Regions from separate parts of the Mus musculus genome. Here regions 2 and 3 are each linked to region 1. The links are chromatin contacts, called in public promoter capture Hi-C maps. All regions are on one chromosome and are shown on one strand. The core of a region is the stretch at or near the end of the contact, and the rest is flanking DNA. Distances in the headings are between cores, read along the strand shown.

What was found. Promoter capture Hi-C pulls out the DNA fragments that hold promoters and counts their contacts.
Region 2: a contact with region 1 is called in a promoter capture Hi-C map of the HPC-7 cell line, with 5 times the contacts expected there. The contact joins the enhancer-like site here to the promoter of Cdkal1 in region 1. A contact is called at or near these places in 7 of 39 promoter capture datasets (the 3T3-L1 cell line, the C10 cell line, the HPC-7 cell line and 3 more), 2 of 115 datasets of contacts at active chromatin or transcription factors (embryonic stem cells and large pre-B cells) and 1 of 9 other capture datasets (liver).
Region 3: a promoter capture Hi-C map of liver shows a contact between it and region 1, with 2.5 times the contacts expected there. The contact joins the enhancer-like site here to the promoter of Cdkal1 in region 1. A contact is called at or near these places in 5 of 39 promoter capture datasets (the 3T3-L1 cell line, hematopoietic stem and progenitor cells, hippocampal neurons and 1 more), 4 of 115 datasets of contacts at active chromatin or transcription factors (bone marrow-derived macrophages, embryonic stem cells, large pre-B cells and 1 more) and 2 of 9 other capture datasets (liver and pancreatic islet).

Annotation. Positions count from the first base shown.
Region 1 is chr13:29,853,492-29,857,673 of GRCm38.p6, reverse strand. It overlaps Cdkal1 (CDK5 regulatory subunit associated protein 1-like 1), which reads left to right and starts at 2,001. Exons shown (of 16, transcript NM_144536.3): 1 at 2,001-2,111; 2 at 2,733-2,776.
Region 2 is chr13:28,831,922-28,836,242 of GRCm38.p6, reverse strand. All of the region lies in intron 2 of 2610307P16Rik (RIKEN cDNA 2610307P16 gene), which reads left to right. Among named protein-coding and RNA genes, the nearest start is that of 2610307P16Rik, 51 kb to the left of the region's middle. Within about 2 kb of position 2,727, at least 55 of the 459 cell types and tissues checked have an H3K27ac peak or open chromatin away from gene starts, as enhancers often do. A contact at or near this core is called in the HPC-7 cell line and pre-B cells, where this site is marked.
Region 3 is chr13:28,796,002-28,800,305 of GRCm38.p6, reverse strand. The region is part of intron 2 of 2610307P16Rik (RIKEN cDNA 2610307P16 gene); the gene reads left to right. Among named protein-coding and RNA genes, the nearest start is that of 2610307P16Rik, 87 kb to the left of the region's middle. Within about 2 kb of position 2,210, at least 6 of the 459 cell types and tissues checked have an H3K27ac peak or open chromatin away from gene starts, as enhancers often do.

The sequences.
Region 1 (4,182 bases), core at 752-3,251:
ACACACTTAGAGCAACGCCATTTATGTGACCTGCTAGAGCAAGCGAATAGCTGGTGCCAGAAGTTCAATACTCTGACCTCTAGTGGCTACTTTATAAGATGCCCTTCAGCATTCCTCCACAGACTGGAGGTGATTTCATGTCCCTGTCTAGCAGCATTTAAGAGCTTCAGCTCCTCCCTCTTACCCTATATTTTGAGGCACTCATTCACTAGAGGCAGCCTTTCTTTTGATGTTGCTACAGCATTCCTCCTGTTTTCTCTTTGTTCACACTATCACTCTTTCTTGTTGGGTTCATCCACTCTTGGGGGGAAAAAATCTTCCTTAAAAATTACTGTTGTGCTGGGCGGTGGTGGTACACACCTTTAATCCCAGCACTTGGGAGGAAGAGGCAGGTGGATTTCTGAGTTCGAGGCCAGCCTGGTCTACAAAGTGAGTTCCAGGACAGTCAGGGCTATACAGAGAAACCCTGTCTTGAAAAAAACCAAAAAACCAAACAACAACAACAGCAACAACAAAAAATTACTGTCATATAGTTTTCAGCCAGGGGAGCCTTATTCTGTCAAGTAATTTCTTATACAGGATCAATCTTCACAGTCCCTGTATCCAACATCGATTCTTATGTGCACCCCTTGTTTTGAAATTAGAGCTGGGTTTTGGTCACAGGCTGTGGAAAGTCAATGTAAATCACAGCACATTTAATGCCCAATCCCTACAGTTCACATCTACGTTTGTCCCATTCGCCTAAGAAATAGACTTATCTGTCTTAAGACTGTCGCTATTATGTCCATGCAATCTCTGCACAAACAATTCATATGCACTTTTTAAAGAGCGAATTAAACTCACACACATTGTGTCTCATGAAAAGTTATTGATTGGTTTAAATTCAATAGTACAACCGATAATTGCTAAAGTTATAAACTAAATCTGTTTTTAATTTTTTGTAATTTCTGGATTTATTATTCCTTTGTCCATTGGTTTTATTATTGCTAACATTTTCCCATTCAGTTTTCACTATGGAGACAAAAGCAAGAAAACAAACAACAACAACAAACCTAGGGTCAGGAGATGCAGCTTAGTGGTACAGTGCTTGCTTAGCATGCAGAAGTCCCTGGGTCCCAATACACAGACTGCTAAACCACTCATCCTTCAACAAAAATCTTCATCCCTTTGAAAACATAAAGATTTTGTTCCATATTTTTCACATCATTCCTTTCTTTTTGCTTTTTAAATATAAAGTTATGCATTACTGACAAAGAAAGTATAAAGGTTTCTTCTTATGTATTCTTATGGAATTATTAAATGAAACCTGACTACCTCGGCTGAATTGTCTCTGCAGAAGCAGAAATATAAGCCTACTGCAGTGGGCCACAACCGTAATCCCAGCAGTAGGAGGTAGATGTGGGCACGAGTTTGGTGTTAATTGACTTCTGTTATTCGATAGAACAACTATTATTTTAGTTATTCTTCTCTATAGAAGAGAAGGAAATTAGTTGGGCATGGTGGAGCATGCTTTTAATCCTAGAGATCTGGAGGTAAAGGCAGGTCGATCTGTGAGTTCGAGGCCAGTTCATTCCATATAATGAGTGACTGTGCAATTAAGGTTTTATAGAGAGATGCTGTCTCAAAAGAGATAGAGATGATAGATAGATAGATAGATAGATAGATAGATAGATAGAGGAGGGAACTGATAAAATGTAATGAATGTAATGAAAATGATTTACTCCGGAGGTAATTATTCTGGTAAGTATTTAAAGTCTCCAGTCCCTTTTTGTGAATAATGAGTAGTAATAATAAATGGCAAGATGTTTATGTTAATCTCTTAACTGTGCAGGACAAGTTATAAGGTTATAACTTAGCAGAAGTTAGTTGATAAGCTAACATAATGAGGTAGGAGTGTATTTTCACCTTTGTTTGTAGAAGAATGTGGTAATAATTATAGATAAAAACAAACGCAAACTTGAAACAACGATCTGTTTTGACCTCTCCGGTCTACCGTCGCGGAGCATGCGCAAATCAGCCCGGCGGGACACAAGTGTCATGGCGCTCTCCATCTGAAGTCTGTGCAGTTTCCTGGCAGGGGCTTGTGGTTTTTTTCCTCTCAGTTCGGACAGGTGAAGTTCTGGATCTGTGTATACTGGGGCAAATGGATCAGTGCTCAGCGACCGTGGGCCGAGCTGCATTTTGGGCGGAGCTTCGTTTCCGCAGGTTTTCTCCTTTGGGCCGATCGCCCGCTTGTTCTCGCAGTTTGGAAAAGACTTGGCGGCTGGCGTGGAGAGTCGGACTCTGGAGCGCTGCCTGGAGAGAGGCCGGCGTGGCGGCAGACACTGCTGGCTGGCGACGTCAGGGACTTCCATTCTGCTCTAGCCTCATTTCCCCTCTCGCTTTACCCGTGAATGTACTTGTGCTACGCGATCAGGGCTTCAGGAGATGAGTGTTTTGCACTGAAGTTGGGCATAGGGGCAGAGGTCGCTTGTGTTTTTGCGCCCCCTTCCCCTCTTTTCTTTGCTCCCTTGCTTAGAAAACTTTCCTGTGTCATAAGGGATCACTTGTTTCTTACTTGGTGATTTTCATTGTGCTCAGGTGTTACAGTGCAGGGTAGCAGTTTAAAAAGTGGCTAGATGCATCCTTTTTTTTTTTTTTTTTTTTTTTTTAAGGAAGTTGTAAAGAGGTCATACACTGGTTTTATGAACTTATAGGGTACTCGCATTTTCTAATTAATTTTAATTTTTCAGATTCATCTTTCAAGAGGACTTGAGACCAATTTCAGAAAATCAAGGTATTGGTTTATTTTAGTTTCTAATATTTGAGTAATTAGTTCTGCATTAGAATATGAAGAAAGATGTCTTAAGTTTTTAGTAATTAGCCAGTATCATTTTGTGAAAACTAGATTTCCCTATAACTTCATCGGAGAGACATTTTTGTATCTCTTCCTTAGTTTTTCATTTTCATTAAGAAGCGAGACATGCTCTCTTTCCCATTTGTGGCACATCTGTTTTCTTGTTTGGCTGTTGCTTAGTCCCTGTTATATCCTACTTCTCTACCTGGCTGTTAAATATGACTTTCTTTCTTTTTTTAAAATATGTATTTATAATTTTATGTGCACTGGGATTTTGCCTGCATGTATGTCTTTGTGAGGTTATCAGATCCTGGAATTACAGACAGGTAAGAGCTGCCATGTGGTTGCTGGGAATTGAACCCTGGTCCTCTGGAAGAGCAATCAGTGCTCTTAACTCTGAGCCATTTCTGCAGCCCAAATATGGCATTCCTGAAGGCTTGTTTCTGTACCTCTTCTAGCTGGGTTGTCTTGTTTCTCTCTCCCTCTCTCTCTCTCTTTTTTTTAAAATTTATTTTTATTTTTTAAATTTGTTGAGATGTTGTCTTAATGTTTATCCCTTGTTAGCCTGGAACTCACTATATAGACCAAACTTGCAAGTGCTGGGATTGAGTGTGTGCACCACCATGCCAGGCCAGATTCTTGTTTCCTTTCTGTGCGATGTGATTCACTGCTGTTAAACATGGCTACTTGTCTTTGTAATTCTCATTGTCTTCGGGAGTGTGAAACGGTATATCTTTGTGGGTTTGAATGGCCTTTCCCTCATGGCTGACTTTACTGACAGCTCTCTGTGCTTATCAGATACTTATATATCTTGTTTGGAAGTATGTCTGTTGGGATCCCTTTCCCGTATTTTAATTTGGGGTTGTTTGTATTTTTGGGTTCTTTATTTACTCTGATGAGAGGCCCTTATTGTATTCTATGAGTTACTACTGTTTCCTCCCACTGCATGCTCTCTCATGGTCTTCATATTGTCTTTGAAGCATGAGAATTGTTTTGTTTTGTTTTTTTCTCTTTTTTGAGAACAGTTTTCACATAGCCCAGGTTAGCTTCAAATTTGATTTGTATCTGAGACCAGCCTTTGAGTCCTGGTCCTCCTGCCTTAAATTCCCACGTGCTGGCATTGCAAGCACAAGCCACTGCATCTGGCTGAAACACTAATTTTGATGAAGTCTAACCTGTTTTTCCTTTTGTGCTCTTGTTGTCCTTAACTAAGAAGCCAGTGTCTAATTGGGAAACTTGATACTTGTGATAGCTGTAAGACTCTTCTAGTAGTAGGTCCGTAAGCTTAGGTCTGTAGCCCCTGTGAGTTTACTTTTGAGTATGATGCGAGATGGGGCCCCAGCTGC
Region 2 (4,321 bases), core at 1,478-3,977, 1.0 Mb after region 1:
AGAAGAGGGCATCAGATCTTGTTACAGATGGTTGTGAGCCACCATGTGGTTGCTGGGATTTGAACTCTGGACCTTCAGAAGAGCAGTCGGGTGCTCTTACCCACTGAGCCATCTCACCAGCCCTGTTTTTTTTTTTTTTTTTTTTTTTTAATGTGTGACCATGTGTCAGTAAGAAACAGCTTAAAGGAGGAAAGGCCTATCTTGGCTCACAGTTTGAGACAGCTCATCATGGCTGCAGGAGCATGCTCACATCCAGGTGGATCAGGAAGTTAAGGAATGTGGGCTCTCACCCACATGGTGCACCTCCATAGCCATTTCCTACCGGTTAGACCACATTTTTCTAAATGCTCCACAATGTCCCCCAAACAGCACCACTACTTGGGGACCAAGTATTAAACTGCACAAGCCTGGAGGGGACATTTCACACTGAAACCATATTCATATTCTCTCTCTTGGGTTCCTGTGGGTTTCAGATGAGTTAATACACATAAACACAAATGGCCCGGGTGCATGGATGGTTCTGTACCACACGGATGGTTCTGTTTTGTTGTTATGGCTACTGCTCGTTTTTGTTTTTTTTGTTTTTGTTTTTGTTTTTGTTTTGTATCCATCCCTAAAGGAAATCTCTCATGTTTGGTGGGGATTTGGGGCTGCTATCCCTCCTGTTTGCTTACTACATTGGCGATAGTCTAGCCAAAGAGCTTGGCCATGAGTCCCTCCCTCTTGTTTGAACTGTGTGGTCCCACTTACCTGGGCTTCTTTTCTCCCATCTGCTTCCCACTGTTGACGGTTCTCTTTCCCTGAATGAACTTCCTGACTGTCATGCCGGAGTGGAGAGTGGCCCAGTTTGCTCCTCCTCCTTCCTCTGATGTCTCTTGATGATGAGTTTCTCCCTTCATCTCTTTGCTTTATCCTTTCTTCTTCATACATCTTCATATCCTTCCTTATTGTGGCAACGGCTTTCACAGTGGGCAGGTCTTACCACAGAACAGAGCTGGTACCTATACACAGTGGATAATTAGGATGACTGAAAACTGTGTTAGCAAGCGGAGCAGACTCAGTGTAGCAGGCCCATGGGTCAACAGATCCTACATTCTGACAAAAGTTGATGGAAATTGTGTTGCCTCATGCACTTCAGTAATGGAGAAGGCATGGTTACGGCATGAGAAACAGCAGAGCTATCTAGGATGAAAATCTACGACACAGATTTTATTCAATGATGGCAAAGACTTTTCTCCCTCTTTTCATGGGAAAACTACTATAATTTCCAGGAAGTTCTACAGAATTCTTTTGGTGTGTGCATGCATGTATTTGTGTGTAAATCAGCATTAATGATATTTTAGAGTAATTCACTATTAACTTGCTAAATTTAAATAGTATATATTATTAGTTTTAGGGAGATGTATTAAAAAGACACAACTTAAATATTTCTATATGGCACAGAATAGCATTTCTGGATAAGCTTTTTCAGTTTTTGTTTTTCTAATACACTGTTCTCTAAATTCCTTACAAATATTAGCAGTAATACAGGAAACCTAACCAAGATGTTGGAGTTCTGATAGGCTGGCTCAAGGTCTGGCTCATAGCTTTTGTTCTCAGTTTTCTTTTCTTTAAGCTTTTAAGTTAAAATTTGGTAAATATGCAAAATAATAGGTTTCATTTTCACACACACACACACACACACACACACACACACACACACACACACACGTAGTTGCATCTTGCTCCTATCCCCTCACATGCCACTTCCATTCACCCCCTTTCTTGGTCATCCCTTTGTTCTTCCCAAATAGTTCCTTCTTTGCATTCATGCCATATGTGTTATGCTTAAATATAGACTACATATATGAGCGAAAGTGAGGCATTTTATCTTTCTCCATTAGCCATCCCTTTGTTCTCCTCCTTCCTCCCTTTAGCCATTTTCCTCCCATTTTGTAGTGACCTTTCTACTTTCATCTCTCTTTCCTTCTCTCTCTCCCTCCCTCCCCCCCCACCCCCCACACCCACACACATACACAAAGCAAACTAGATTCTGCACATGTGCACATGTGAGAATGGACCCCCTTCATCTTTCTGCGTCTGGTATATTTCTGTTACACAATGATCTCCAGTTGTGTAAATGCTACAGTTTCATTTTGGTTCTTTACAATTCAATAAAATTGCACTGCACATATATATCCACCAGTCAGCATCAGTGCGGGTTCCTGATCTTGCCTATTGTGAATAGTCTTGCAATAAACATGAAGATGCAAGTGTCCCAGTGGAAGATTCCTTTGAATATATACCAGGAGTGGTACAGCCAGATCATAAGGTAGCTAGCTCTGTTTGTAGCCATGTGGAAGAGCCATACTGATGTCCACAGTGGCTGTACCAGTTGACATTCCCCATCAATGTCAGTGTCAGGTGTTAAAGCTCTACATTCCTAACAACCACAATAGCAATAATAATATTAACTCAGATGATTGTTGAGCCCTTGTTTTCAGTTTACTAATTGCTAGAGTAGAAATGTAGGTGGTAAAGCTACCATTCCTTTTTATCTTGCCAGTTGAGTAGTGATCTCTCCCAAGCAGGTGGAGACTTCCTTATGGAGGGCACACATTTCTCTGGGAGCCCAGGAACCAAGTCACTTGGGTCCAAAAGAATGCTGAGAGAACAGCTTGTTCATCTCTCCAGGCACCGTGGGAAGTTTCTGCTCACCCCCAGTCTTCCTGTCTTCTAACTGCCACCCTGCTTCCTGCCTGCGTGTGAGGCAGATCTGGTGACAGCCGTCTGTGATTCCCACCCCTGTGTTGGTCCCCCAGAAACCCATAAAGAATGGAACTGAACATCTTTTTATCCTGGCTTAAACCCCACATAATTCTGATTAAAGAAAGTGAGGGTCCAGATCTTGCCTGTTGGGTGGGGGTGGCTCTGTTCTGAAGCAGAAGGATTTGTGGATCTTTTTATCAGTTGCTTGCCTCCTGCCGGTCTAATGCAGAAGACCTCTTGAAGCAAATACAAAGTTCCAGGTGCCATCATAGCCATGACAAATTGTGTCTCGGGGATCTGCTAGCAGTCGGTTGAAGAAATCGGTAATCTCTTGGGCCTTAGTTTTATAACCTGTAGAGTCAGCAGAGGCACGGATGGTGTGTATAGCTTTAAATTAAGTAATCCTGCCACGGAGAAAGTAGAATTCAGAGTATTTATGGAATCTAAACTTAAGATGCCAAAAGGAGGCAGACACCAGGTTATGAGTCGCAGGGTTATTTTTTTCCGGCTTGGCTTTGCCAGTACACACCTTGTTAGGATCATAGAATGGCAAGCTACACTGTCCCCTTACTGTTCCTTTCAATCCTCAGGCTGTGGCTGTGTTGATTAGTGACAGCGGTTGCTACCCTGTGAGTCCCCTCACCCCCAACTCCCCCATCCATCAGAAGAAAATCCATCATACTTTTGACAATGTTTTCCTCTCCAAGAAAATGATCTTTAAGAGAATGGCATGTAATATAGACTTTATTCTTCTTAAGGTATCAGAGAAACGGTATCTGAAATAAAATCAATACATGATGCAGTGGTTTATTTACATTTAAAATATTGAATCGTGGCAAAGCATTTTATCAAAGGCTTTGGGACCAAATACATGTTCCAGACTTACGAAAGTAGGGCAGTATACAGCAGAGAAGCTGCTGTGTATAGTGGATGATACTGAATGTGTCCACTTAATCCACATATCCCAACTACAGTAAGGAAAGGCAGACTTAGGAGAGCTTAAGATGTACAGATAGTGATTTGGGGTGTGTGTGTGTGTGTGTGTGTGTGTGTGTGTTATACACATTTTTATAAGTTTTTGTATACATAAACACACGTGCATAACTATATATGTGTATATGTATGTATGTTTGTGTGTACTTTTTTTTTATTACGTATTTTCCTCAATTACATTTCCAATGCTATCCCAAAAGTCCTCCACACCCCACCCCCCACTCCCCTACCCACCTATTCCCATTTTTTGGCCCTGGCGTTCCCCTTGTGTGTACTTTTAAAAAGACCTTCTCATAATCTCAAATGATGGTTACCAGGCAACTCAGGGGCAAAGGCACAGTCTTACCCTTCTACACTCTCCAGGATAAAAGTGAGCCAATGGAACAGAACTGAACTGAACGGAATAGAATCCCAAAGCATGGGGTAACACATTCATACTTAGATCACATCTCTCTACTGGTCTCAGGTCTCAGGTCTCAGTCTCACCATCTCCATCTCCCATGATTGTACGGAGTGAACTTCATCTGTGCTTTTGTTTTATATTGTTTTTCTGGGCAGGAATAAATTATGTTGTGTCTTT
Region 3 (4,304 bases), core at 961-3,460, 1.1 Mb after region 1:
TCCTAGAGCTGGCATTCCAGGAGGTTGTGAGCTACCCCACCTGGGTGCTGGGAACAGAATTTGGCTCTATTAGAGCCATATATACTCTTATCCAGAGTCCTTTCTCTAGCCCTTCCTCGGACAATTTTTACAAAATATTTCATACTGAGAGTGTACGTAGATTTATGAAATAAAGATCAATAAAATCCTGCTTGTAACCCTCCATCCATCTATTCTCTTTCATCTCCAGTCACTTCTCCCACACTTTGCCTCTGATAAAACTTGTTTTTTTTTTCCTTTTCTTCCCATTAAAATGTGTTTTTAAAACAAACAGGCTGCAATGCCTTTGCTAGGTGAGCATTGTGTGTGAAGTAGGGCACGCAGCTTCAGTAGCCCTTGGACTACCCTGGAGTATTACATTGTGTAAACGAGCTGCCACTTATCCGTTTCCAGTCAGGGAACATCTGGGCTGGAGTTCTGGAGTGGATCTTAGATCCTCCTAGCTCTCACCAAGTTCCAGATGCTGTTGGCTGTTTCTGAGGACCGCTTTACCCATTCTGCTGTAGAAAGCCTTTTTGCCAGCATACAACTGCAAAAGAGCAATCCTGGGACCAGCCCTCAGCAGGTGATTCTTGAGGGTTCTATGTAAAAACTACATTTCCCATAGGTCATTGCAGCTCTCATAGTTGTCCCATGAAATGACACCTCAGTCCTGCATACAGCAGGTGGTTCAATACCTGACCCCTGACCTCTTATCTTTCCTTTCTTGTCCACTCCTTCTCCCTATCCCATACCCCTGAGTGTTTTCCTGTTTATTTTTTTCTCCTAGATAAACTTAATTAATTTTTATCTTAGGATCTGGAGAGAATCAGGATATATGCAGCTTTTGTCCTTGTAGATGAGTGACAGGACTGTGGCCCCTCTTTTAGCACAGAGTAAATTGACTCTCTGCTATCTTTTCCCAACCAGATTACTAAGCAGGGATGTGAGCTTCATTAGATGATGTTGGCTTGGTTTTCCAAGGTGTTGGGAGCAAACCCTTCTAGACAGCGAGGAAGGAGAGAGTCCTTCTATATTTTTGTGGTAAGCATATACTTTCTGCTACTGCTTCTCAGGGTTGAAATCTGTGCTCCTGTTCCTTTATGCAATTGTATATCTCTATGTGTATTGTTAAATATCTTTATTTCTCATTTATAAGATTTGTACTCCCATCTTAGCTCACATTGTCTGTTGGCCTATAGTGTGTGTGTGTGTGTGTGTGTGTGTGTGTGTAATATGTTGTTATATACACGAATGTATATTACATATGCATTATATATACTTATATATAATGGAAACTTAGAATATGTTGTTTAAAGTTTTATATTGCATTTATTTATTCGCATGTGTGTTATGAGAGACAGAGGGAGAGAGGGAGAGAAAGGTTGTAAGGGAGGGGCTGAGTTTGTTCTTTCCTTCACCCTGTGGGTCCCTAGGATTGAACTTGTCACCAGGCTTGGTGGCACAGTACCTTTACCTCCTAAGCCCCCAAAAACTGCCCTTCTAATATGTTCCTGAGACTAGTATTTTATGTGCTCGGTTGCCATTCCTGCTGCGTTTGCTGGGAGCCAGCTCACTATATGGACACTTTGTAAAAGCACAAGCATTGATTTAGGATGGTCACTTCAGGTGGCAGGCGCTCATTTTACATCGATGTGCAATACTCCTTGAGGGGTTTTCTGATTTGTCTGTGTTACCGATGCCCTTGGATCCTTACCATTTAACACACTTACCCACATGGCCACTGTTAAAACCTGCGATCTAATTAGTTATTTTCTCCTGCCCTTCTCTCCATTCTTGCTCCTCCTCTCCCCACTCCTCTCATTGCGCTTAATATCCCCCCCCATACACACACAACAGAAATCCAGTACCTTATAAATATTTTAATAGTGATTTCTTTTTATCACGAGGACAACCGGAGAATTCCTTTCTAAGTTAGAATTGCCAGATGTGTAGCCGATATCTAGAATGAAGTGTTTCTGACAAAATAGGTTTGGACATGGGGGTGAGGTCCAGCCCTGCTGAGCCACATTTCAGTGACTGACACTTCTGCTAATAAGGTGGCTTTTGAAATACCACATAATTGGAAAACTATCTTAGAAAGTCCCAAATATTTGAACATGATACTGGCCTTTGAAGAGGAAGTGAGACAAGGAATGAAGAATCTGTCAGTTTGTCCAGATGTTAGAGGAACTCATCTGTGATAACAGCTCAGGCTATGATAACCCTATTGTCCCATTGAAAGTTCCATGGAGAGTCCCAGGCTGGAGGCTCGCACCCTGGGTTATTTGATGTCTCAGAAATAGGCAAGCTTTCTGTTCACCTTCCCACTTTAGTTTTCTTACAACTTCAGCAAGGCTCACTTGGTTTTTGGTTTTTTGAATAATTGAAATTTCATAAGAATGTTTTATCAGCCAGCCTAAGTCTGGCTTTCAACAGCTCAGCATAGAAGGAATTCTCAGTTTATAAGATGAGGTTGTGTGAGGTCGCCAGGCTGGTTCTTGCTTTTCCCACAGTGACTTCAGTAGCAGTTGGACACCGTTTGACATGCTTTTCCTGGTACCAAAAGCATGCACGTTTTGGTCTGACTTCCTGGGGTCACATTCTGCTCTGTATGTAGATAGTGTGGTACACACTAGTCTCTGTATTTTAATAGTAAAGTATGTGTAAGACCTCAGTGGATGTGAGCCATAATCCATAATGCCTCACCACTGAAGAGGCACAGAGAACCTAAGAGTTTTATTTGACTCAGATTGTAGAGGTCGGTATATCACATAAAATAGATTTTATGTATTATCCTCAAAATGTATCAGTAAATTATGAACCCAAGGACACCAGGTTGTTTGGGGAAATATTTTTTTTTCCTCCAGAGGAACATTCTAGAGAGTGAGAGGATTAAGGATCCTGTAGTCAAGCTCAGCTCCCTGTATCCTGGCTACTGTTCCAAAGAATGGGTTCTCAGAGCTGCCTTGGTGCAGCCTTGGCTCAGTTGGTAGAGTGTTCGTCTGAGTTTAATCTCTACACCATACAAATCTAGCATGGTGAGGCTTGCTTGTCATCTCAGGAACACAGAGGCAGGAGACCCATATGTTCCAGTTTATCCCAAGCTGCATAGAAAGTTGTAAGTGAGCGTGGGCTACATGAGACCCTGCCCCCAAGTGACTTGTATATTTTTATGTAAATTCTATAGCATTAAAAATATTTATCCTCAGACAGTTTTTCTTTGCAGAGGGCCTCCCTCCCTCCACCCCCTCTCTTTTTTGTTTTGCTATATAGTTCAGACTGGCCTCAAACTCAGGATCTTCTTGCTGCAGCCTCCCAAGTGTCAGGATTATGGGTAGGTACTACCGTACCTCACAGTATTTAACATTCTGTTTTCAGTGTCCTATACAGAGCAGCTCCAATGCTTGTGAGGTTGTATTCTGTAACGCAAGCATTCCTTTATTCTGGGTCCATTTAGGATAAAATACAATAGGGAACTGTCATACAGGAGAGACTGCCTTGCATGGTGGCACAGAGGTGAAAGCTGAGGGGTGGGGGATGGGGAGTTAGGAAGAGAGCAGTGTGTTCAGGAGTTAGAGAAAGCCAAGGGCGGGCAAGAACACCAAGCCCAGCATCCCTCGTTTGAAAAGCATGGGGACCACAAATGTTTCACACAATGACGTTTTCAGACTTTGAAACATTTATGAACATATACATTATGAGATATTTGGAGATGGGACACAAGTCCAACAATATGAAATTCACTCATATTTTATATGTACATTGTACATGTAGCCTGAAATATAATAATAATAATGATGATGATGATGATGATGATAATAATAGTAATAATAATAAGTTATTGTTTCCAGACAGGGTTTCTATGTGTAGCCCTGGCTGCCCTGGAACTCACTGTGTAGACCAGGCTGGCCTCGAACTCAGAAACCGCCTCCCTCTGCCTCCCAAGTGCTGGGATTAAAGGTGTGAGCCACCAGTGTCCAGCTGCCTGAAATGATTTTTACAATACTGTTTGTGTACCTACCTCTTTGACCATCCCTCATTCCGCAAGTAGGGAGTTTCCCATTTGCAGTGTCATGTTGATGTTTGAGAAGTTTCTGAATCTGAAGTTACTTGGACTTTTTGATTAGGTGTGATCAAGCTGCCTCTTCAGGACTGGACCAGAAGAACTTTCAGGGCCTCTGATTATTATCTGTGTTGATGGGGTAGTTTTAGGGGTGTCTTACAGTTGTGAAGGCCACTCAGGAATGTGGCATACACAGAGATGGTGTATGTTACTACCATTT